Regions from separate parts of the Mus musculus genome. Here all the other regions are linked to region 6. Evidence: chromatin contacts called from public Hi-C and promoter capture Hi-C data. All regions are on one chromosome and are shown on one strand. The core of a region is the stretch at or near the end of the contact, and the rest is flanking DNA. Distances in the headings are between cores, read along the strand shown.

Region 1 (3,041 bases), core at 461-2,960, 5.7 Mb after region 6:
GAAGTTAAAAAACAAAACGAAACAAAAACCAATAAAACAACACAAGGGACTGGGGAGACTGGGCTTTCATAAGTTCTTTAAAACCTCTTTCAGATACTACTTCCTCCACAAAGACTTTTAAAAATGATTTTGTTTATTTTTATTTTATATGTTTTTTTTTTTTTTGCCCGAATGTATATCTGTGTGAGGGTGTTAGGTAGTCAGAAACTGCTGGAGTTACATACAGATAGTTGTAAACTGTCATGTGGGTGCCGGAAGCTGAATCCCAGGTCCTCTGAAAAAGCAGCCACTTCTCTCAACTGCCGATCCTCCTCTCCAAGCCCTTCACAAAGACTTTCTGAAATTTGATTTCTGTGTCAATTTAAACTAATAATTTCCCCTTATGTTATATTGGGATGTTACAGAATCTCAGAATTTACATTTTTCTTGTACTAAATATCTTTAATAGTACTCATATTTTGATGTCCCTACCCATTACATACTATAAGCCTTAAACCTCAAAGTTTAAAGGGATGAGATGTTTGTTTTTTGAGAACAGTCACTTGAGGCAACCTTCCTGTATCTACTTCCCGAGTGCTGGGATTGTAAGCATATACCACCACAATAGGTTGTCTTAAAAAAAAATGTTCATGGTGTTTGATTTCACTGAAAGAACACTTAGGAGTTTTAACATCCATCAAGAGGTAGCAGCCAGTAATTAGGTACATGATTTTGGCTGCCTACCTACTATTTACTGTTTTTTTTTTTTTTTTTTAAGACTAATTTTGTGTGTGTGTGTGGGTATGCACCAGAGGACAATTTGTTGGAATGGGTTCTTTTCTTTTACCATGTGGGTCCCAGGGATTGAATGCTCAGTGGCATGTCATGTCACTGGTCCATCTACTAATTTTGGGACAGCATTCACTCTGTAGCTCAGGCTAGCCTTGAATCCATGTGATCAATCCTTTTGCCCTTCCTCAGTTTCTGGAGTGCTGGAACTTATTGATGTGAGCCACCATGTTCAGTTTAGTTTTCTAAATGTTCACAATTTCATCACACACACACACACACACACACACACACACACACACAGTGCTTTGATTCCCACTCACTACCTCGACTATTCATTCTATACGTCTTATGGCACTTTTGTTCTACACCATTTTATTTCGCTGGGTTACTGTGCAATTCCTGAATCTGATCTAAGATCCGTTTCCTACTTCCAAAGAATTTATGTCCAAAATTCCAAACTGTATAACTAGCACTCTGTGTAAAAACACCAAGGACCTCCAACTTCAATATGCTAAATTTGAACTCATTTTTAAAGGAGTCTTAAGCTTTTTCCGGATTCACTGTATCCCAGAGCATGCTTTCATCATCTCTCACCCGGGTTACTGCCCACTTATTTAAAAACAATTACTCCATTTCCTCAAGTAAGCATCCTCCACATACTTTAACTCTGACGTTTGTCCCAAATACACTCAACTAACAGCTGTTTGAAAAATCCTCCATTCCCGGTGTAATAAACAGCCTTTGAATTCCAAAGTCAGGCCCTAGATTCCTCCAGGATAACTGGCCATCTCTCCTCGCCTACAGCCTTGCCAGCCTGAGCAAGTCCTTGCACAGGTTAGGGAACCCAGCAGAGTCTTAGCGAGTGTTTACTGAAGGTCCAGCGCAGCTGAGTGACGTCACGTCCGATATCCGGTGGTGTCTTCCTACGTCGTTCTGAGGGAGGTTGACAAACAGGGTTTCAGCCTTTAAGCTAGAGTTCGTAACTGCCGTTGACCTCCTCCTTTACGAAGGCCCAGAGCACCAGGTCAGAGCTCTGAGTCTGGGTCTGAATTCAGCCGCAGGGCCCGGCCCAGGGTGGAACCCTGTGCGAGAGGAGCGCGGGCGCTGCCCGGACCCTGACCCAAGCGCAGAAGCGGCCCTCTAACACTCCGCGGCGGCGTTTCCTCCGAAGCTCTCGCGAGAGGAGCCGGGGAAAGATGGCTGCGCCGGGTCTTTCCGAGTGAGGAGGAGGCGGCGGCGGCGGCGCCGGGCGTCGTGCGGTCGTGGTCTCTTGAGCTGCGGCTTTCCTCGTCCGAGACGAGGGCCGCCGCCTCCGGGAGATGCGCGTGTCGCGGACCCGCGGTCGCCCCGGGAGTTCATGCTGCGTGCTAGGCTCGCGGCCGCCGCTCTAATCGCCCGGCGCCGCCGCCGCGCCGGCTCGGCCCGCGGTGAGCCTCCCGGAGCCTGTCCCGCGCGCCGCGGCGGCTATGACCGGGGAGAAGATCCGCTCCCTGCGGAGGGACCACAAGCCCAGCAAAGAGGACGGGGACGTGCTGGAGCCCTGCGAGGAGGAGGCGACAGCCGCGCTCGGCGGCGCCTTCACCGGGGGCAGAAGCGGACCGGGCGGCAGCGGCAAGGGCGGCAAGGCCTGCCATAAGATCTTCAGCCACCACCACCGGCTGCAGCTGAAGGCGCCCGCCGTTCCGGGCCCCGGCGTTCCGGCCCCGCCGCAGCACAACGCAGTGACTGCCACCTGCCCTGCCCCGGCCTGCCTGGGCGGCAGCAACCCCGCTTTAGTCGCTGACGGAGGCGGCTGCCCCTCGCTCTACCCGGTCCACGAGTGCGTCTTTAAGGGGGACGTGAGGAGACTGTCCTCGCTCATCCGCACGCACAATATCGGACAGAAAGATAATCATGGTGAGCTTTGCCTAATTTCCGTCCCCTCGGAGGTGGGGTGGGGGTGACCGTTGGCCTCCGGGTTCCCGGTCCCTTCTCCCGCACCGTGTTTTCCTCTGGCGGAAAACCTCGAGTCTTTTCAGGTGCAGCGAGCGTGCCAGGGGTCAGGGTGCAGCAAGGATGTTTTCTTCTTTTCCACCTGAGCATTTCGGGACAGGTTGCATTTTCTCTGCGGCAGTCTTTGCGAGTGCCAAAAGGTCGGGCTATCTCACATCCAGGCAGGTCTTCTGGGTTTTAGGGAACGTTTCCTTTTTCCCTCCCTCCCTTCTTGCCGGTCTTCACCGCCCAGGTACGCGCAGATAGATGTGAGTTTTTATCCGTCACTGACCTCGTGC
Region 2 (2,700 bases), core at 177-2,676, 7.5 Mb before region 6:
TGACAGAGATGGGCTGCAGCTAGTACGTTCAATGCACAGTAAACTGCTCGTCATACTATTTTTCATAAGATAGGCAGTCATTACCCTGGGGAACTGTCCGATTCTTTTGCCAAGGATAACGAAATATGATATTCACAGTGCCAGTAAAATGAAATGAATCAAGAAATAAAGCAGCACACGTGAGATTTATAGTTCGGTGGGATTTTGGCACATGGGACATTACTTTTGTTTTCTCTTTCCGGAACAGAGGGCTGCTGCTACCCTATGTCACTAACTTCAATACCAGATTGTTTACAAGCCACGTTGTGAAATTGACATCTGCTCCGAGATTTAACTGAGTTTGCATAATGTGGGTGTTGACTGTAAAAAATCTGCCCAAGTTCCCTATTGCTGACACTTCCTTAATCACAGAATAAGGAGACGCAGTGAACTTTTCCCTTCCAAGTGCGCCTGAAGCCAAGCGTGCCCGGTCCCCTCCAATGTGACAACAACGTGAATCGCGTCCTCCTCTCACCCCTGCTCTATATAGCCCATCTGGGGAACGCGTCAGGGCACCCCTAATCCTAGGTGTCCTGCGTCCTTGGTGAAGCTGGGACACCGACAGGGACAGGCAATCTCCATCTCCCCCACGGGCTGCTAAGCTCTGGGACAATCCTTCCAAGGGGCAGCAGCGAGGGCTGGTGGGAACTGAGCTGGCAGCTCCTCTGCGTTGAGGGGCAGGAAAAGGAAACTCCCTTCTCGGTCGGACGCGGCCCGGAGGGCGAGAGCGAGCGCAGCGGAGGGTGGGGGTGGCGCCAAGGTGCTCGGCGTGCCCTGCCTCGCCGGCTGGGGCACCGAGGCCTCCGCCCCGGGGTGAACCCAAGGTGTCCGCCCTGGGCCGCGTCCCGACTCGCCTGCCGGGGCGCGGGGCGGCGGCGGCCGGGCGAGCGAGGCGGAAACGGCCAGCGGGGCAGGGGCGCCAGGCCGCGCCCATCGGCAGGCCTGGGTACCAGGGCGACGCCGTCCCCGACCCGCCCTCCGCTCGCCCTCCCCGGCGCCACCACCCCGCCCGGCCCCAACCGCCGCCGCCGTACCTGCACGGCCCGGCTGAGGAAGGTGCCCGCGTCGGCCGCCAGCTTCTTCACGTTGAAATCCATGATGTTCATGCCGGGCGGCAGCCGGGCAGAGCCGCCGGCTGCGCTAGCGGGGAGGCGGGGAGCGCCGCGGCCGGGCTGGGGCGCCGGGCGACGGCGACGGCGGGGCGGACGTGGTAGGTGGCGGGAGGCGGCGCCAGCCCCGCGCAGCTGTCGTTTCCTGGCGGGGAGGCGGGGGAGGGAAGAGGGCGGGCGCCCGCGAGCGCGCGCCTCTCCGCTCACACGCTGGGCCTGTCGCGTCGCCGAGCAGCTGCGAGCCACGGGGACCGAGGTCGCGTCCGGAGGAAGGCCCCGCCCCGCCCCGCCGCCCGGCGACTGTGCAACCGCGGCGGAAAACAGCCGGCCGGGAGGGGGGCGTGGCCTCACCGATGGCGTGGGGTGGGGGGCGGGGGTGTCCTCGCGGGAACAGCGACCCCTGCAGGGTGGCCGAGGATTCACCACTGGGTGGAGCCGCTGCAGAGGTTCTCATGGGAACAGCGACCCCTGCAGGGAGGCCGAGGATTCACCACTGGGTGGAGCCGCTGCAGAGGTTCTCATGGGAACAGCGACCCCTGCAGGGTGGCCGAGGATTCACCACTGGGTGGAGCCGCGGCTGAGGCTCTCCTGACAGCTCACTAAGCACCAAGCCAGTGTCAGAGCATCAGTGGAAGTTCTTACCAGAACGAGAGCCTCCTGGGCTCTCACCCTGATTCCCTCCCACAGCATCTCAGTGAGTGTCTGTGACAGAATCGCCCGGACAAAAGTTCCTTAGAAAAGCATGGACAAAACGTTCCTTAAAAGGAAACAGAACTGACACTATAGAATCATTGGCCCGGATTTCCTGTATTGGGTCTGGGGTCAAAGGCTACCTATGGCTTGGGTAGACACCTAGCCAATCTTTGCTGAACGGGATTGTCTTCATTGTCCCCTACCCTATTATACTTTGACTCACTGTTGAGGACCTATTGTGTGTGAGGCATTGAGTAGGTGCTGAAGGGTTCAGTCCCTTTGGTGGCTGGTGGTCATCTGAGGCATATTTAGAAAGTATCTCCCATCCCCTGGGAAGGTATATAAGAGCATTTCAGAGAGACAATGGAGAAGAAAGACAAGGTTCCTATCCGGTTATACATTCCTTCACTCCTGAGTACCTACTGTCTGGCAGGGCCTCAACCTTCCAACTCTTAGCTGTGTGATAAAGGCATGAGCCCTTCCCCCCACACCCACCCACCCAGACACCCACACTACACTCAGCTAATTTAGTTTCTGTTTTCTGAGAAAAGGCCTCATGCGACCTAGCCTGGCTTCAGGTATCCAAAGACCGCTTCAAACCCATCACCCTCCTGTCTTTGTTTTTCTTTCTTGTTCCTCCCTCCTTTTTCTTCTCCCCACTTCCTTTATCCTGGGGACCAAACCACTGTCCAATAGATCCTGTTTTACAGGTCTTATCATGTAACTTTCATTTTGGTGTTTCAAGATGCCTCTGGAACCTCTAGATATCACACATATGTTCTCACATTAGAAAGGAAATGAAGGGGAGAGGCAAAAGTACACACCAGCTCAGTGTCCCTTTCTCCTTTAAAACAAGCAT
Region 3 (2,700 bases), core at 61-2,560, 5.7 Mb before region 6:
TGTAGTGCCTACTGATCTTCAGTCCAAAAAAAAAAGGCTTTTAGGACATTCCTCCCTCAAAATTGCAAATCAAGCCCGGCGGTGGTGACGCACGCCTTTAATCCCAGCACTTGGGAGGCAAAGGCAGGCAGATTTCTGAGTTCGAGGTCTGGTCTACAAAGTGAGTTCCAGGACAGCCAGGGCTACACAGAGAAACCCTGTCTTGAAAAAAACAAAAAAACAAAAACCAAAAAACCTCCACAACTGACTGTTCTTCCACAAGTCCTCAGTTCATTCCCAGCAACCACATGGTGGCTCACAAACATCTGTAATGGGATCTGATGCCCTCTTCTGGTGTGTCTGAAGACAGCTACAGTGCACTCATATAAATAAATCTTTAAAAAATAAATAAATAAATAAAAAGAACTCCAGTAGCGACCTAGCACTTACGAAAAGATCCAGCCAAGGTCCTCCAGTAAGAGAACACAAATATAAAATCATGTGTTAGTTGCTGTGTATGCTGTAATAGGGAATTTTTAAAATTGTAATTTAGACACAAATGAGCCTCATGATCCTGGGCAAGGCTTACTTACAAGTCTGTCTAGTTTTCAGTGCGAGCACAAGGCGGAAGAGAGCAAACACAGCTATGACAGACACTTCACAGTGCTGAAACTTCACCAATGGTTCCTTGAAAGAGTCTGGGGCCACGTTTAGGACCTGGAGTTTACCACCAACGCTAGGCAGGCGGGATGCGCAAAGGCAGGGGGCGGACCCTCTGCCATCTCCGGCCAGAGGCTGGATCGTCGGTTCCAAATCCCTCGGCTTCCCAGAGAGTGCAACCCACGGAGCAGGCAAGGGCCGGATTCCCCTACGCCAAGCTCATCCGGCAAAAGGCTGACGCTGGGGACCCCGTAGCCAAGCGAGGGGCTGGGGGCGCGCCTCCGGCCCCGCCCCTTCAACCCCGCGCGCCCCCGGCCCCGCCCCTTCAACCCCGCGCGCGCACGTCGCCCCCCCCCCAGCCCCGCGCGCTCCCGGCCCCGCCCCTGCGCTCGTGCCCCGCCAACCCCGCGCGCGTACCTTCCGCTGCTGCTGTTTCCACCGCGTGAACATCAAGTGTCGCCGCTGCTTGTTCTTAATCTCCGAGATACTGAAGCCCGGGGGGAAGGCGGCCGCTTTCGCGGGCTGCACCCCGCTCTCCGCCGTCCCATCGCTCGCGGCCGCAGCCTCTTGAGGCTCTTCAGCGGCAGCTTTCCTCTTCAAGCCTCGCTTGCCGCCACCAACACTTTTCTCGCCGGCCTTCGCCATGTTGTTTACGGCTGTACGGAAACGGAAGTGCTCTCTGTCTTTGACCCGGGTCATACGGTTTTACTTCCGGGGCCGCCAAGTTCCGGAACTAGCGCTTTGCTTTATGGATTAGCTATGTAAGAAAGTGCCAAGGCTGGACGCTGGTGGTGGCGCACGCCTTTAATCCCAGCACTAGGGAGGCAGAGACGGGCGGATTTCTGAGTTCGAGGCCAGCCTGGTCTACAGCCTGAGATCCAGGACAGCCAGGGCTACACAGAGAAACCCTGTCTCGAACTCCCCTCCCCCCAAGAAAGAAAGAAAGTGTCAAAATTCAGAGTTCGTTCCCGACTGTACATTATTTCTAATAGAACAATTTCTAAACAGAACAAGATTAAAAAGAGAGCAAAGAAGCATCACACTTCCAACGTTCTCACTGGTCTCAGACTTAATGCTTATGCAGCAATGCAGGAAAATCCTTTCATCTGAGATAAACTGATAACGCCTACCAGACAATGGAAACGGCCAGCTGCGAGGCCCCTTAGCAGCAGCAAACTAGTCTACCACTCAAACACCACAGACACCAGAAGTCAGACGAAAATTTAGGAGAGAAGAAGAGGCTTGAAGTTGAATAGATTCTGTGAGGGTTTTGTAAAGACGCTGTGTTTTGTGTAAGATGTAGTCCTCTTGGTGGATTTTGAGGGAGAAAATGATCAGGCATTTTGCTTTATTTTTAAGGCGCTACGGCCCTGACTCAGGCTTTGTAGATGCTAAGTGAGTGGTTGTCATAAAGCTGAATTTACAGTCTCCTTGATTTACACATAAAAAACAATACTCATAATAATTATTTAAGGGGACTGGGAAGATGGCTCAGTGATTAAGAGTACTGACTGATCTTCCAGAGATCCTGAGCTTAATTCCCAGCATCCACATGGTGGCTCACAACCATCTGTAATGGGATCTGATGCTTTCTTCTGGTGTATCTGAAGACAGCTACAATGTATTCATATACATTAAATAATTCTTTTTTTTTTTTTTTTTTTTTTTTTTTTGGTTTTTCAAGACAGGGTTTCTCTGTGTAGCTCTGGCTGTCCTGGCACTCACTTTGTAGACCAGGCTGGCCTCGGACTCAGAAATCCGCCTGCCTCTGCCTCCCGAGTGCTGGGATTAAAGGCGTGCGCCACCACGCCCGGCTACATTAAATAATTCTTAAAAGTTATTTATTATTATTTAAGAAGAAACTAAGGGAAGATGGGTGGAGTGAGAAATGTTAATGAATTGAACAAAGGTAGTATTCGCACAGCTCTCACCTTAGAGAAAAATGAGACAGTTTATTCTGGAGCCAAATATGAGTGGCCTGGAAACATAGGTTCAGGCATCCCAAAATTCCCTTTTCCAAGGTAGAAGCAGGTTCCTAAAGCCTTTTTTATAGTCATAGAA
Region 4 (2,888 bases), core at 208-2,707, 5.8 Mb after region 6:
GAGCACCAAAGTTTGATCCAGGCACCCACATGGCAGGCGGCTCACAATCATTGCATAACCACAGTTGCAAAGGATCTGATATTTTCTTAGAGCAAAAAAACACAAACATAAATACACAGAAAACAAATTAATTTAAAAACTCATTTCTGTGATGGCTGACATGTTGATGGCTAACTATGTTTAAAAGTTAAAAATCTCTGTAGTTAGGCAAAATTAGACCTCCTATGTTAAGGACTGCTAAGGATATATATTTTTAACTGATGTTCCTGTAAATAAATTTGTTCTGCTTGAACATAAACACATTGTAATTTTGCATTCTTTGCCTTTATAAACCCGACTGAGGTGGCTGGGCGCTGCATTCTAGTGAATCTCTAAACATCCCCCAGACTCATAACCATTTCATACTGGTGAGATGGCTCTGCAGGTTGGTGGAAAAAAAAACCCACTCCCTCAAGTTGTTCTCTAACCTCCTGAGGCACCAGGGCACGTGAAACCCTATTCACGTGTGCAAAAAGAAACACTAAACTTAAAGAGGAATGTAATAGAAAATCAATTTCAGTCAAAGAATTTGGTCTGCGCTGGACACAGGATTCACGGCCCTGCCCACGTTAGGGAATTATATCCCCAGCCCTGGATAGTTGAGGGCTACTTCTTCGTTTGGGAAAATATATCAATACTTTGTAAACTCCAGGAAAAACTAAGCAGGAAATCGCTACTTATTAAATAAAATTTTCTTTTTTGTATTTACAACAAAACTACGCATTTAAATTTTCTTTGCTTTCTTTCTTTCTTCTTCTTTTTTTTTTCCTTTTTTCTTTTTTGAGACTGTTTCTCTGTTGCTCTGGCTGTCCTGGACTCGCTGTGTAGACCTGGCTGACCTCCAATTCAAGAGATCCATTTGACTCTGCCTAATCTAGTGCTGTGATTAAAGACGTGCGCCACCATGCCAGGTCAGTATTTACATTTTCATTATCCGAAGTTATTTTTAAAACTTCTTAAGACTGGATTATCGGTAAATCAGTGAAAAATGAGCTTCGTAAGCGTGGGACCAACTGCATAAGTTAGTCTGTAAGCGAGCAGGATTCGAAGTCCGAGCCCTTCACCACAGCTTTTAGCTGTCAGGTGGGTACTTAAGCTTAAGGGCCAAGCTTCGTGTCACTCGCCATCCTGTTCTCCGGGATCAATTCGATCACCGCACTGAACTCAGCGATCCCCAGGCCTGGCGCCCAGGGCCACAGGCCGCGCCTCAGGTTTCGACGCCGCCACGTTCTGATGCGACGTTGGGTAGCGCAGCCATGCCCGACCGCGCTGTCTAGGGAGCCCATGTTCCCCCCACGAGGACCTCTCAGCCCGTTAGACGCACTTACCCGAAAGAAGTTTCTCCTGAGGGCGAGGTTGGTGAGGGCAACGGAAGGGCTCGTCGGTCCTGCGGTCCCGGGAGCTGGCGGTGACGACATCAGCGCGCGCAGCTAGGGCAAGGCCCGGATTACTGTGAGGCGGAAGGGGCGGGGTTATCCAGCCATGGCACCTTGAAACGTCACAGCCGTGGTCGGGGCTTCCGGTGTGAGCTTTTGAATATGTCGCGCCAGCTGAGAGCCCCTAGGTTTGACCCTCGTGCGGGATTCCACGCGGAGGGCAAGGACAGAGGCCCCTCTGTTCCCCAGGGCCTGCTGAAGGCAGCGAGAAGCAGCGGCCAACTCAACTTGGCGGGAAGGAACCTCGGGGAAGGTGAGGCAGCGCGCGAACATCCTCTTGGTCCCCTGTGCACCCACCCGCGCCTGCTCCGTGGCCCTGCTAAGACTGGCCTTGACTTACTCGAAGTGTTCACTGAGATGTCCACAGAATACGGGATAAACATCGTAGTTTGGGAGTAAATTCGCTGTGAGATAGAGGATAGGCAGGTATTTGATTCGCCTTCCTCTTATTTTCGTTTTACCAGCTCCCCTCTGTGAGCTTAGAATAATTTTCTTTCAAGCCTAGCCTTTTTTTTTCTTCCACTTGAGGAAAATCCCAATGACAAACATACTCCTTATCCTAAGTACTAATTCAGAGTAAATGCTGCGGAGTATATGAATTTGAGAACATCCTGAGAAACCTATGAATGATCAACAAGCACAAATCTACATATTACTAAGTATAAATAAATACCTTTGTAGTGTATGTGTTTGGTAGGAGAGGACAGAGACAAAGAGAGGATTGAGAAGTGAAGCATTCTTTCTGTAATATTTTTTTCTACTTGCATTGATTAAAATCTTCCACTTCTAATAATGTACTTATGTATCTGTAAGGTTGACTAAGTAAAGACATTATGTGTATGCTTACTGAATGTGATGATTACTTGTGTCAAGTTGACACAATCAATGAGGGATTATTTAGATCATGTTCTCTATGAAGAACGTCTATGAAGACCTGTCTTGATTGATAATTGATGTAGGAAGATCTAGCCCACTGTGGGTTGTGCCATTCCCTAAGTTGGGTCTTGAATCCAAAGGTTGAGTCGTATAAAAAAGTGTGCGTGCCTTAATTCATTTCTCCCTCTGCTCTTGATTGTAGTTGTGTTGTGAGTAGCTGTTCCAAGTTCCTGCCATCTTGACTGATGGCCTGCAAATGAAATTATGAGCTAAAATAAACTTTTTCTCTAAGGTTCTTTGTTATGGTATTTTACCACAGCGTCTGGAAAGAAGAGTAGAATAGAAATTGGTACCCAGAAAGTGGATAAATCTGACTACATGGTTCCTAGGATATTTGAACTATTTTATATGGCTAGAATGTGGAAGGCTCTGGAATGTAGGTCTAGGAAAAAAGCTGAATGTTATGGGCAGAGCATAATGGACTGTGTTTTGGTTTGTTTTGTTGTTATGGGAAGTTGGAAAATAAGAATGCTGACA
Region 5 (2,736 bases), core at 2-2,501, 5.7 Mb before region 6:
GGCACAAGCCTTTAATCACAATGCTTGGAAGGCTGTGGGTTTCGAGGCCAGCCTGGTCTACATGGAGTTTCAGGCCAGCCAGAACTACAAAGTGAGACCCTGTCTCAAACAATATGGTTTGTTCGTTCACTTTTTAAATTATGTATTAATTAATGTACGTGTGTGAATGCAAACGTTCCCAGACTCCAGTGAGGGTGACAGTAGCCCAGGACTTGGTGCTTTTGAGTTGCCCAGTGTGGGTGGTGGGAAGTGTGACCTTAGGTCCTCTGCACGAGGGCTCAGTTCCCCAGTCCTCTAACTGCCATCTTCCAGCCTCAGTTTTCGTATTCTTTACACATATAATTTCATTTCGTTTCATTTTTTTTTTCCAAGAAATCCAGGGAGCGTTTTAACTTCGGCAGTTTAAACGGCTTGCCCAAGCACACCAGGGCTAAATTCAAACCCAAGTTTCTTAGATGGTCACTGTTAAGGACTGGGTAAAACCCCAAACTGATATTAACTGCTCAGTAACGCGATGTGTTGGCCCAGAGCAAACCATGTCATTTTTCTCAGTATCCCAAAGAAACAGCACTCACGACGAACCTCCTGTTTAGAGATGTTAGGTCTCAACAGGACTAATTTAAATCTTACTAAACTTTTGAGTCCTTCTGAAAACCCCTCTGGGGTTCATCAGTTACAAGCACGAAGTCAGCAATTACAGGGACATCAAAAGAGCAAACGATCCCCGAACGCGAACGCTTTATTTTTTAAAAAAGCACGGGGGACAGATTCCAGAAAGACAGGGCTAACAGGAAGCTGTGCGGGGCGGCTCGCACCTCTCGGCGACAGGCCAGCCTCCGACCGTCCAGGGTCCCGCGGCCCGGGTCCGTTACGGCGCCCTGGGCCCCGGGCTGGGCGAGCTGCGGCCGGCGCCGCCGGTTCACCCGAGGGCGCCTCACACAGGGCTGAGCTGGCGGGACTTGGGACGTGTCACGGACGCCCCGAGGCAGCGCGGCCACGTCCCTCACCCCGCCGTCGGTCGCGGACCTCCCTCCCCGCGCTCCCGAGTCCGCCCCGGGGCGTCCTCTTACCTCGCCCTACCCAGCCCCTCCAGAGGCGGAAGGCGCCGGCCGGGCGTCGGGCCGCACCGCCCCCGTCGCCACCGCGCCCACCGGCCGCTCCGCCCCTTCTCTCTCTCTCGCGCGCGCGGGGGGAGCCCGCGGCCGTCCCGGGGGGAGGGGGAGGGGGCGTCGGCGCGCATGCGCGGCGCGCACAGCCCCGGAAACTTCGACGAAGTTCGGAGCCCCGCCCCCGCCGTCCCGCGACCTGCCGCCCCCTGCCCGGACTGACGAGTCGGCCCGGCTGTCCCGAGCGCCATGTCGGGTTCTTCTAGCGTCGCCGCCATGAAGAAGGTGGTCCAGCAGCTCCGGCTGGAGGCCGGGCTCAACCGCGTGAAGGTGAGCGGGCGTGGGCGGGCGGTGGGCCCCGGGGTTGGGGGGAAGCGCGAGCCGACACGCGGCTCCTCTGGCCGGGCTGTGGGCCGAGGGCGAGGAGGGGGCCCGCCCTTCCGCCGCCCGCCGACTCTCGGCGGCCCCGGCGGGTCTCGCCAGCGACTTCCGTCTCGCACGTCTCACCCAGGCTCACTCCCAGCCCTCGTCCTTTGAACACACACGAGTCCGCCTGGGTAGCTCCGGATGGCGGCCTGATGAGCAACTTTTGTTTGCGGATCGTCCCGGGAGTCTCCGGACTCCACCTTTGTGGGGGTCCAGCCTCGAACAAAGAGGTGTTTGCAGCAGACGCCGCGGCGTGCTCGGCTGACCTTGCTGGGGTGTCTGTTTACCCGAGAAACCGCTGGCCGCTGGCCTGGGAGCTTGCGGTCTGGTTGGGGGGTCGGGTCTTGGGCTGTTGACTTTTAGGGAAAGGCTGTCCTTGTTGGTAGACAGCTAGGCATTCAGACGCTTTGGCTCTAAGGACCGTTTGGTTTATTTTTTTCAACTCCTAAACGGATTTGGCCTCTTTCTGACGTAATAGGTCGGGTTACATGTGAAACACTTCCCGGTGATTATAAAAAGAAACAAGAATATAAGTCGCCTTGCTAGACCCTGCCAGTTTCCAAGGTGATTTGATTTTATATTCAGCAGGCTAGTCCTTATTTCTAACGTGCTTTTGGAGAAGGCTTCTATTTAGCTTTCTTCTCAAGTAGAAATGTCAGAGACTGCTCAACTTCCTTGTGGTAACCATAGGAGGAGGGTAGGGAGACGCCCAATCAGTCTTGGTTTGGACTCTAATCATATTCTCACTTTTCATCCAAGTGACTTAGTCTTGGCCAGATTAGAGCTCTGAAATTTGAAGTGATCTATTGATCATCATCATTCATATATAATAACTGTCATAAAGTAGGCCAGGAAGGAAAAAAATAGTGGGTTGGGGGAGGAAATAAAGACAGGTACGTGTAGTAATTACAGTGGCGGTACTTAACCCTGGTGGCCCAAAGCAGTGAGCTAGCTCCCAGAGGAGGACTTCCTTTTCTTTGAAAACCCTACCTGCTCTGTGGCTACCTCCTAGCTTCTCTTGCCTTGCGTCCTAATTCTTCTGAAGGCTTCTCACTGGGATGACTCGAGCCACCACAGACAAACAGGTTTTTGAAGTTTCCATGGCAAGGCTCATCTCACTTGGGAATGTTACATGTCTAATCTAGGTTCCTAAATTAGGTTAGGTGCCATTTGATATCATCCATGTACCACACCTATGCTAGGT
Region 6 (2,955 bases), core at 98-2,597:
GGCAAACTTCCTTAAAACGCGACTGAAATACTCTCATTAGCTAGTTTTCCTACATATTGCTATGATTAAATCTGTAGCCCAATACCTTTACTGTTTTTCTAAATCCACGGACATTCCTAGACATCCATGAACAGGTTAAACAGGTCAAACTGAGCTATCAAATGGCTAAGACAGAGCTGGTTTTAAGAAAATCATGCTGTTTGTATCTGCCAGCACCTGACTTAGTAACTGATAGTGGGTACTGGACACATAGTTTCCGGCTATCGGAAAGCCAAGGGAACATATTTCTCTCATTCTAAGATTGGTGTTAAGAAAAATGCTTCTTAGACTGAGAGGGGGGAAACGTCATACATTAGACAGTCCATTTTGCCTTTTTCTTAGCTAAACTGAGAGCAGGGATCATTGTGGCATACTAAGTATAAACAGAATAAAGGCCCAAGAACCCTCATTCACCGTAGTAATTGCCAGCATTAGGCTAGCATGGCTAAGACACGCTCAGGAATGGTCTGGAGAAACGTGGTTATTGGCATATATGACAAATATTAGAAACTGCCTGCAAAGCCAACTAGTCCAGAAATGAAAATTCAGACCATGACATTGATCTGACTACCCGCAGGGGCGCGGGGGGGGGGGTGGGGAAAACGCAGTAAAGCCGGTTTGTGTCAGGAGCATGACACGTTCGTGACATAAGGGGCACATGGTAAGACTGGCCAAAGACACGCAACGCTAGGTGTCTACATACTGGATGTGCAACACTCACGTTTTTAAAGGACAAAGGGCGGTCATACTTTCACCATCCGCTCGCCCACACTATTTTACATAAGAGACTCAGTAGGCAATCGGCTCGAGAACTAAGGGCCCGGTGGTCTGAGTTCCTCCCCGCTTGTGACCGGCCCGGGTGGAGACATGGGCAGAGGCAGCTCGGCGCCCCGGAGCATGGTGGGCTCCCGCCGCCGGGCCGCAGACGGTTCCGCAGCGTCGCCGCGGACGCCCCGCACGCCCCGTGCGCGCGGCCCTCGGGCTGTGCGGCCGCGCGACACTGTTGCGTGACGTCCCCGCCCGACGACGTCAGGCCCCTTACTACGGAAACACGGAAGGACACTAGCTAGCTCCCTGATCCGCGACGGCCTTTCCAAGTCCCCTACAAGCGCGGGCGGCACACTTCCCGGGCGCCACTGCCTCAGCCGCCGAGGCGAGGGAACAATGGCCCGCACTCGCGCTGCGAGGAGGCGCCCAGAGAGACCCTACTCTCGTGGGAGCCCGGTCAAGTCTCGCGATATTCTTCGCCCGGCGTCCCTTCTCTGTACCCTCCACCCCCTCTTCACCCCCCGCCAATCGCGCGTCAGCGCTGAAACATCGCGGGATTTCCGTCTGCCAGTCTCCGCCCCTTTACGGCACGATGGTCGTGCAAGAATGTGATAGAGCCTCGACGGCCGCCATCTTCTTCCTTTCTTAGCAGTTAACCGAGAGCGGCGCCTCCCTCCGCGAGGAAACGGCAGCGTGTGCTGTAGCGTGGGTATGGCCGACTACTCCACAGTGCCTCCGCCGTCGTCTGGCTCGGCTGGCGGCGGCGGCGGCGGAGTCGTTAACGACGCTTTCAAAGATGCCCTGCAGAGAGCGCGGCAGGTAAGCGTGGACCGACCGCGCGGCGGCTTCCCCTCCCCGACCCCCGAGAGCCGCCGGCGGGGCAGGTCCGGCCCTGCTCGCACTCGCGGCTGCCGCCCGAGGAGATGGCGTCTTCTCACGAGGGGTCCCAGCGGCTCGAGGCCGAGCCCGTTGTCGTGGTCTGAAGCGCCCCCCCCTCCCACGCGCTCTCCCCGAGCGTGGCCTCCACTTCCGCCCCGCGCGCGCGGCCTCGCCGCCCCGTGCGCCCTGCCTGCCCCGGCTCCCTCGGCTCCGGTTCCGCCCGACCCAGGCGCGTGGAAGGTTCTGGGCGCTCAGGTCACGGCGAGGGCAAGCCAGGGAGGGCCGGCTGCCTGGCTAGCGGTCCCCGCCGCTTCCCGCGCCGCCGAGCTCTCCACCCTCGCCGTAATTAGCCTAACGTTCCCCGCGGCGTTCACCAGCGAGGCTCTCCCCGGGGCGGGATCTGCGTGCGATCCACCAATCCTTTCCCCAGCTCCAAATGGCCCCGGGCCCTTTCTTCCCCAGCCTTGAGTTTGAATCTGCCTCTCTCTTCCCAAGTCGAAGCCTCCAACCTCTTTGTGCTACGTAGGGACGTACTGTTGCCTCGAATGGCAACCATTTTCCCAGATGAAAAGGGTTGGATAGATAAGAGTCCTTGCATTTGACACCCCCCCCCCAATAACCTGAACGTCAATGTCTTCAAGTAGCCCCCGCCCCCGACTTCTTTGTAGCTTAAAAATGTATAATGTTGCCTTGCCGGGTGGGGTGGTGCTCGACTTTAGTCCCAGCACTCGAGAGACAGAGCCTGGCAGGTCTCTTGAGTTTGAGGCCAGTCAAAACGGCCAAGAGGGACCTGTCTCAAAAAAAAAAGTATGTTATGGAATTTGCCTGTAAGGTAAAATAAACCCTTATGGCTCTGTTGTAGTTGCTAGACATGAGCAGGTTTTTAAAGCCAGCTTTGACTATACTGGAAACTTCCTTCAGGACCGAAAGATTACCGACTCAATCAAGGTTTATCAAGTCTACCATAATACAGCAAGCACACTTATCTAGTGCATAGATACTGAAAAAATATATTTATTCATACAGAGGGATTCCATGAGCAATGTGGTTGGTGTACATAGAAGTCAGAGGACAACTTGTGGGAGTTGATTCTCCTTCCATGTAGGACCCTTTGGTCAGGTGTAAGTTGTTAGGCTCAGGGACAAGTGTGTCTGCCTGGGCATCTGAGGAAACTTTTTGATGCAGGGCCTCTACCGAAAGCCTAGGCAGGCCTGAGGTTTAAGGCTTCCTGCTGAATTGTCTCTAGTGTAGGTGTACTCCACCTCTCGG
Region 7 (2,806 bases), core at 2-2,501, 6.3 Mb before region 6:
TTGTCCATGTACCTTCCCTATGGTTTTTCCCCAAACTCATTATATAAACAAGCACGGCCACGGGTGTCGGAGCCTTGTACATTCACCCCATTTCCACCACGCGCTGAGATTACAAATACACACCACCATGCCCAGTTTATATGGGTGCTGGTACTGGAACCCAGTACCAGGCAGCGAGCTCTGCCTCCTGAGCTGCACTGATTTGGTTCATGTTTCCGGAGGGTAACCGGAAGCTCTGAATGAGGACTCCTCTGGACCGCTCCTCGCCCATCTTCCCTTGGTTGGACTTATGCTATATTTGCTGCAGTAAACTGTAGCTATATACACGTGGTTACTCAGCTTTCAGCGGGTTCTACAATTTTGTCACATTACCAGGCTGGAGGGTGCGTGAGGGGACCCTGAATTTGCTAATGATGTCAGATCTGAGGATGATTTGGGTAACCCAGGACTTTGTACTTTGGGAACAATTGTATCTCTGTCAAGTCTAGGTACTTGGACGGAAGGAAGTTTTTCTAGAAACACTCAGACCTATTATCTCAGAAATTACAACCCAGCAATATTCCTTGATGTACTCCAGGGACGGTCACCAAAATAAATACTAGGAATATAAACCTGAACAAGGCAGTCTAGCCCGTTCCATTACCAGACTTCGTATTTTTCTGTAGAATTTAGCAGATAAGAATCAGACCAAATGGCAAGTTATTAATGACTATGTCACCTCTGACCAGGCATTTTTAACTGGGATCTAAATATTTACAATGGTACCAACTTGGGGTGGGGGGCTGTAAAATTTCACCATTGACCTCTAGTTTGTGGCAATACTCCGGTCTCATCTTCTCAAGTGCTGGGGTTAGAAGTGTGCGCCCCCACCCCCTGCTTGCTTGTTCTTACTGTTTGGTAGACAACGTCTCCTGCACTGTATTAGCTGTTAAGAAAGGACTTACATGCACCTCGCTGGCCCTCAAATTTGCCTAGGATTATAGGTATGCATGTTTGGTTTTTCTCTGCTTTAAATTACAAGCCCAGAGTGTGACTGTGGCCACTGATTTCCCTCCGGGTATCCTAAGGCTCCCGCTGCTTTTTCCCAGAGATCCTTAAGAAAAAACAAATAAATAACTTGCTTGAGGGCTGTGGAATCCCCGCCTCCAGCATCCTTCCAATCTCCGCCCATGAGTAGGAGCGCGGCTCCGCCGCTAGGGGGCGCAAATGGATAACTCGCCAGCCTGGGGGGCGGGATCAGCCGTGGCTTCCGGCTTCCGGCTTCCGGCCGAGAGAGGGTGGGAACCCGCGGCCGTCATGGCAGCCGAAGAGAAGGACCCGTTGAGCTACTTCGCGGCTTACGGGAGCAGCAGCTCCGACTCGTCGGATGAGAACAGCGAGCCGGAAGACGCGGGTCGCAAGGAGGCGGCCTCGGCTCCGACGACGGGCGGCCGCGGGAAGCAGGCGGAGAAGCGGCTGCCCGGCCCGGACGAGCTGTTCCGCAGCGTGACCCGCCCGGCCTTCCTCTACAACCCGCTCAACAAGCAGATCGACTGGGAGCGGCATGTGGTGAAAGCGCCGGAGGAGGTGAGATCCCCGGCCCCGCGGCCGCCCCGGGGCCCGACGCCCGCTTGCCCCTCCGCCCGCTCGCCCACCCCCGGCTCGCACTCAGCCCGCGCCGCGCCGCGCGTCCCCACGGCCCCGGGAGCCCGGGGGGTGTCAGCCCGGGCCCGCCCCTCCGCGCTCGGGGGTCCCAGCCGGGCGACGACTAACGGTGGTGACTCCCCGCCCCCCGCTGCAGCTTCTCCCCGAGACCCCTTCCCTTTGACGCCGAAGTGCCTGCGCTGCTGCCTCCAAGACAGCGTCTCTGCTGCAGCCTCCTGAAGGGGTCAGCCTGGCCGTAGTATCTGGGACTGCATCCTCCTTTGGTAACTAAAAGTTATTAGCTTTATTTATCCAGGGAACCCTTTGACTTTTTCACCTAACAGTGTTGTGATGTTGATGGAAAAAAAAAAGTGTCTTTTAAGCCTAAAGGATTTTAAAAAAGAAAGAAAGAGGAAAGTCAGCCAGAATGATGAGCAGGGAGGTGCATGCGCTCGTATCCATCGCGGGAACCTCGGTTCGTCACAGGGTTTCTTAATGTGCTTACTCGACAGCCTCCAAAGGAGTTCAAGATCTGGAAGTCCAACTGCGTGCCGCCCCCAGAGACCTACACTACTGAGAAGAAGCCGCCGCCGCCAGAGCTGGACATGGCGATCAAATGGTCGAATATCTATGAAGACAATGGAGACGATGCCCCACAGAACGCCAAGAAAGCCAGGCTTCTGCCTGAAGGGGAGGAGACAGTGGAATCAGGTAAGAGAGAGGAGTGTTGTTGTTTAAGATTTCAGCACTCAGAAAGAAGAAAATCCTTCCGGACAAGGTTTACAGCCTAGTGAGTTGGAAGGCTTGCCCAGAAATTGTCTTTGGATGCTAACGGTCTTTCGATCGTTCGGGTTTTTTGTTTTGTTTTGGGGGGAGACAAGGTCTATGTAACCTGAATGTTCTCGGAACTCATTATGTAGACCAGTCTCTTGAGTGAGGCCAGCCCAGCCTGTCTGTGCCTCAGTATCTCAGTGCTAGGACTGAAGGTGTGTGCCAGCAACCCACGTTTCCGCTCCGTTTGTAAGGATTCTGCCTGAAAGTAGTCTCAGAGGTCTCTGGGTATGATGCCTTATTAGAGCGGCGGGTGTGAACTCGCTCGCGGGTCCTTGTCCTGCATTTGTGACCCACTGAAGGCTTCGCTTCTGTTGAGACAGCAGTGCTTCAGCTAATCAGGGTTGCAGCG

What was found. Promoter capture Hi-C pulls out the DNA fragments that hold promoters and counts their contacts. Hi-C and Micro-C count contacts between places; a contact is called where the count stands out from the background.
Region 1: a contact with region 6 is called in a promoter capture Hi-C map of pre-B cells. The contact joins the promoter of Ankrd13c here to the promoter of Fubp1 in region 6. A contact is called at or near these places in 3 of 39 promoter capture datasets (the C10 cell line, cranial neural crest and pre-B cells) and 1 of 9 other capture datasets (liver).
Region 2: a Hi-C map of B cells shows a contact between it and region 6, with 5 read pairs. The contact joins the promoter of Sh3glb1 here to the promoter of Fubp1 in region 6. A contact is called at or near these places in 1 of 39 promoter capture datasets (pre-B cells) and 2 of 484 Hi-C or Micro-C datasets (B cells and CD8 T cells).
Region 3: a promoter capture Hi-C map of pre-B cells shows a contact between it and region 6, with 2.8 times the contacts expected there. The contact joins the promoter of Rpf1 here to the promoter of Fubp1 in region 6.
Region 4: a contact with region 6 is called in a promoter capture Hi-C map of pre-B cells. The contact joins the promoter of Srsf11 here to the promoter of Fubp1 in region 6. A contact is called at or near these places in 4 of 39 promoter capture datasets (the C10 cell line, cranial neural crest and pre-B cells) and 5 of 484 Hi-C or Micro-C datasets (B cells, CD4 T cells, CD8 T cells and 2 more).
Region 5: a contact with region 6 is called in a promoter capture Hi-C map of pre-B cells. The contact joins the promoter of Gng5 here to the promoter of Fubp1 in region 6. A contact is called at or near these places in 3 of 39 promoter capture datasets (cranial neural crest, pre-B cells and second pharyngeal arch cranial neural crest) and 6 of 484 Hi-C or Micro-C datasets (CD4 T cells, CD8 T cells, the G1E-ER4 cell line and 2 more).
Region 7: a contact with region 6 is called in a promoter capture Hi-C map of the HPC-7 cell line. The contact joins the promoter of 2410004B18Rik here to the promoter of Fubp1 in region 6. A contact is called at or near these places in 3 of 39 promoter capture datasets (the HPC-7 cell line, cranial neural crest and pre-B cells) and 1 of 484 Hi-C or Micro-C datasets (CD4 T cells).

What each region holds. Positions count from the first base shown.
Region 1 is chr3:157,945,290-157,948,330 of GRCm38.p6, forward strand. Ankrd13c (ankyrin repeat domain 13c) reads left to right here and starts at 1,711. Exons shown (of 13, transcript NM_001013806.2): 1 at 1,711-2,667. The coding sequence starts at 2,238.
Region 2 is chr3:144,718,909-144,721,608 of GRCm38.p6, forward strand. Sh3glb1 (SH3-domain GRB2-like B1 (endophilin)) reads right to left here and starts at 1,427. Exons shown (of 9, transcript NM_019464.3): 1 at 1,074-1,427. The coding sequence starts at 1,145.
Region 3 is chr3:146,520,113-146,522,812 of GRCm38.p6, forward strand. Rpf1 (ribosome production factor 1 homolog) reads right to left here and starts at 1,311. Exons shown (of 9, transcript NM_027371.3): 1 at 1,057-1,311. The coding sequence starts at 1,284.
Region 4 is chr3:158,035,149-158,038,036 of GRCm38.p6, forward strand. Srsf11 (serine and arginine-rich splicing factor 11) reads right to left here and starts at 1,458. Exons shown (of 13, transcript NM_001379531.1): 1 at 1,368-1,458. The coding sequence starts at 1,457. Lrrc40 (leucine rich repeat containing 40) reads left to right here and starts at 1,534. Exons shown (of 15, transcript NM_024194.6): 1 at 1,534-1,728. The coding sequence starts at 1,578.
Region 5 is chr3:146,498,585-146,501,320 of GRCm38.p6, forward strand. It overlaps Gng5 (guanine nucleotide binding protein (G protein), gamma 5), which reads left to right and starts at 1,252. Exons shown (of 3, transcript NM_010318.2): 1 at 1,252-1,436. The coding sequence starts at 1,356. Spata1 (spermatogenesis associated 1) reads right to left here and starts at 1,209. Exons shown (of 15, transcript NM_001316756.2): 1 at 1,071-1,209.
Region 6 is chr3:152,209,075-152,212,029 of GRCm38.p6, forward strand. Fubp1 (far upstream element (FUSE) binding protein 1) reads left to right here and starts at 1,348. Exons shown (of 20, transcript NM_057172.4): 1 at 1,348-1,626. The coding sequence starts at 1,519. It also overlaps a transcript of Dnajb4 not described here.
Region 7 is chr3:145,936,763-145,939,568 of GRCm38.p6, forward strand. 2410004B18Rik (RIKEN cDNA 2410004B18 gene) reads left to right here and starts at 1,252. Exons shown (of 3, transcript NM_025555.5): 1 at 1,252-1,566; 2 at 2,136-2,334. The coding sequence starts at 1,297.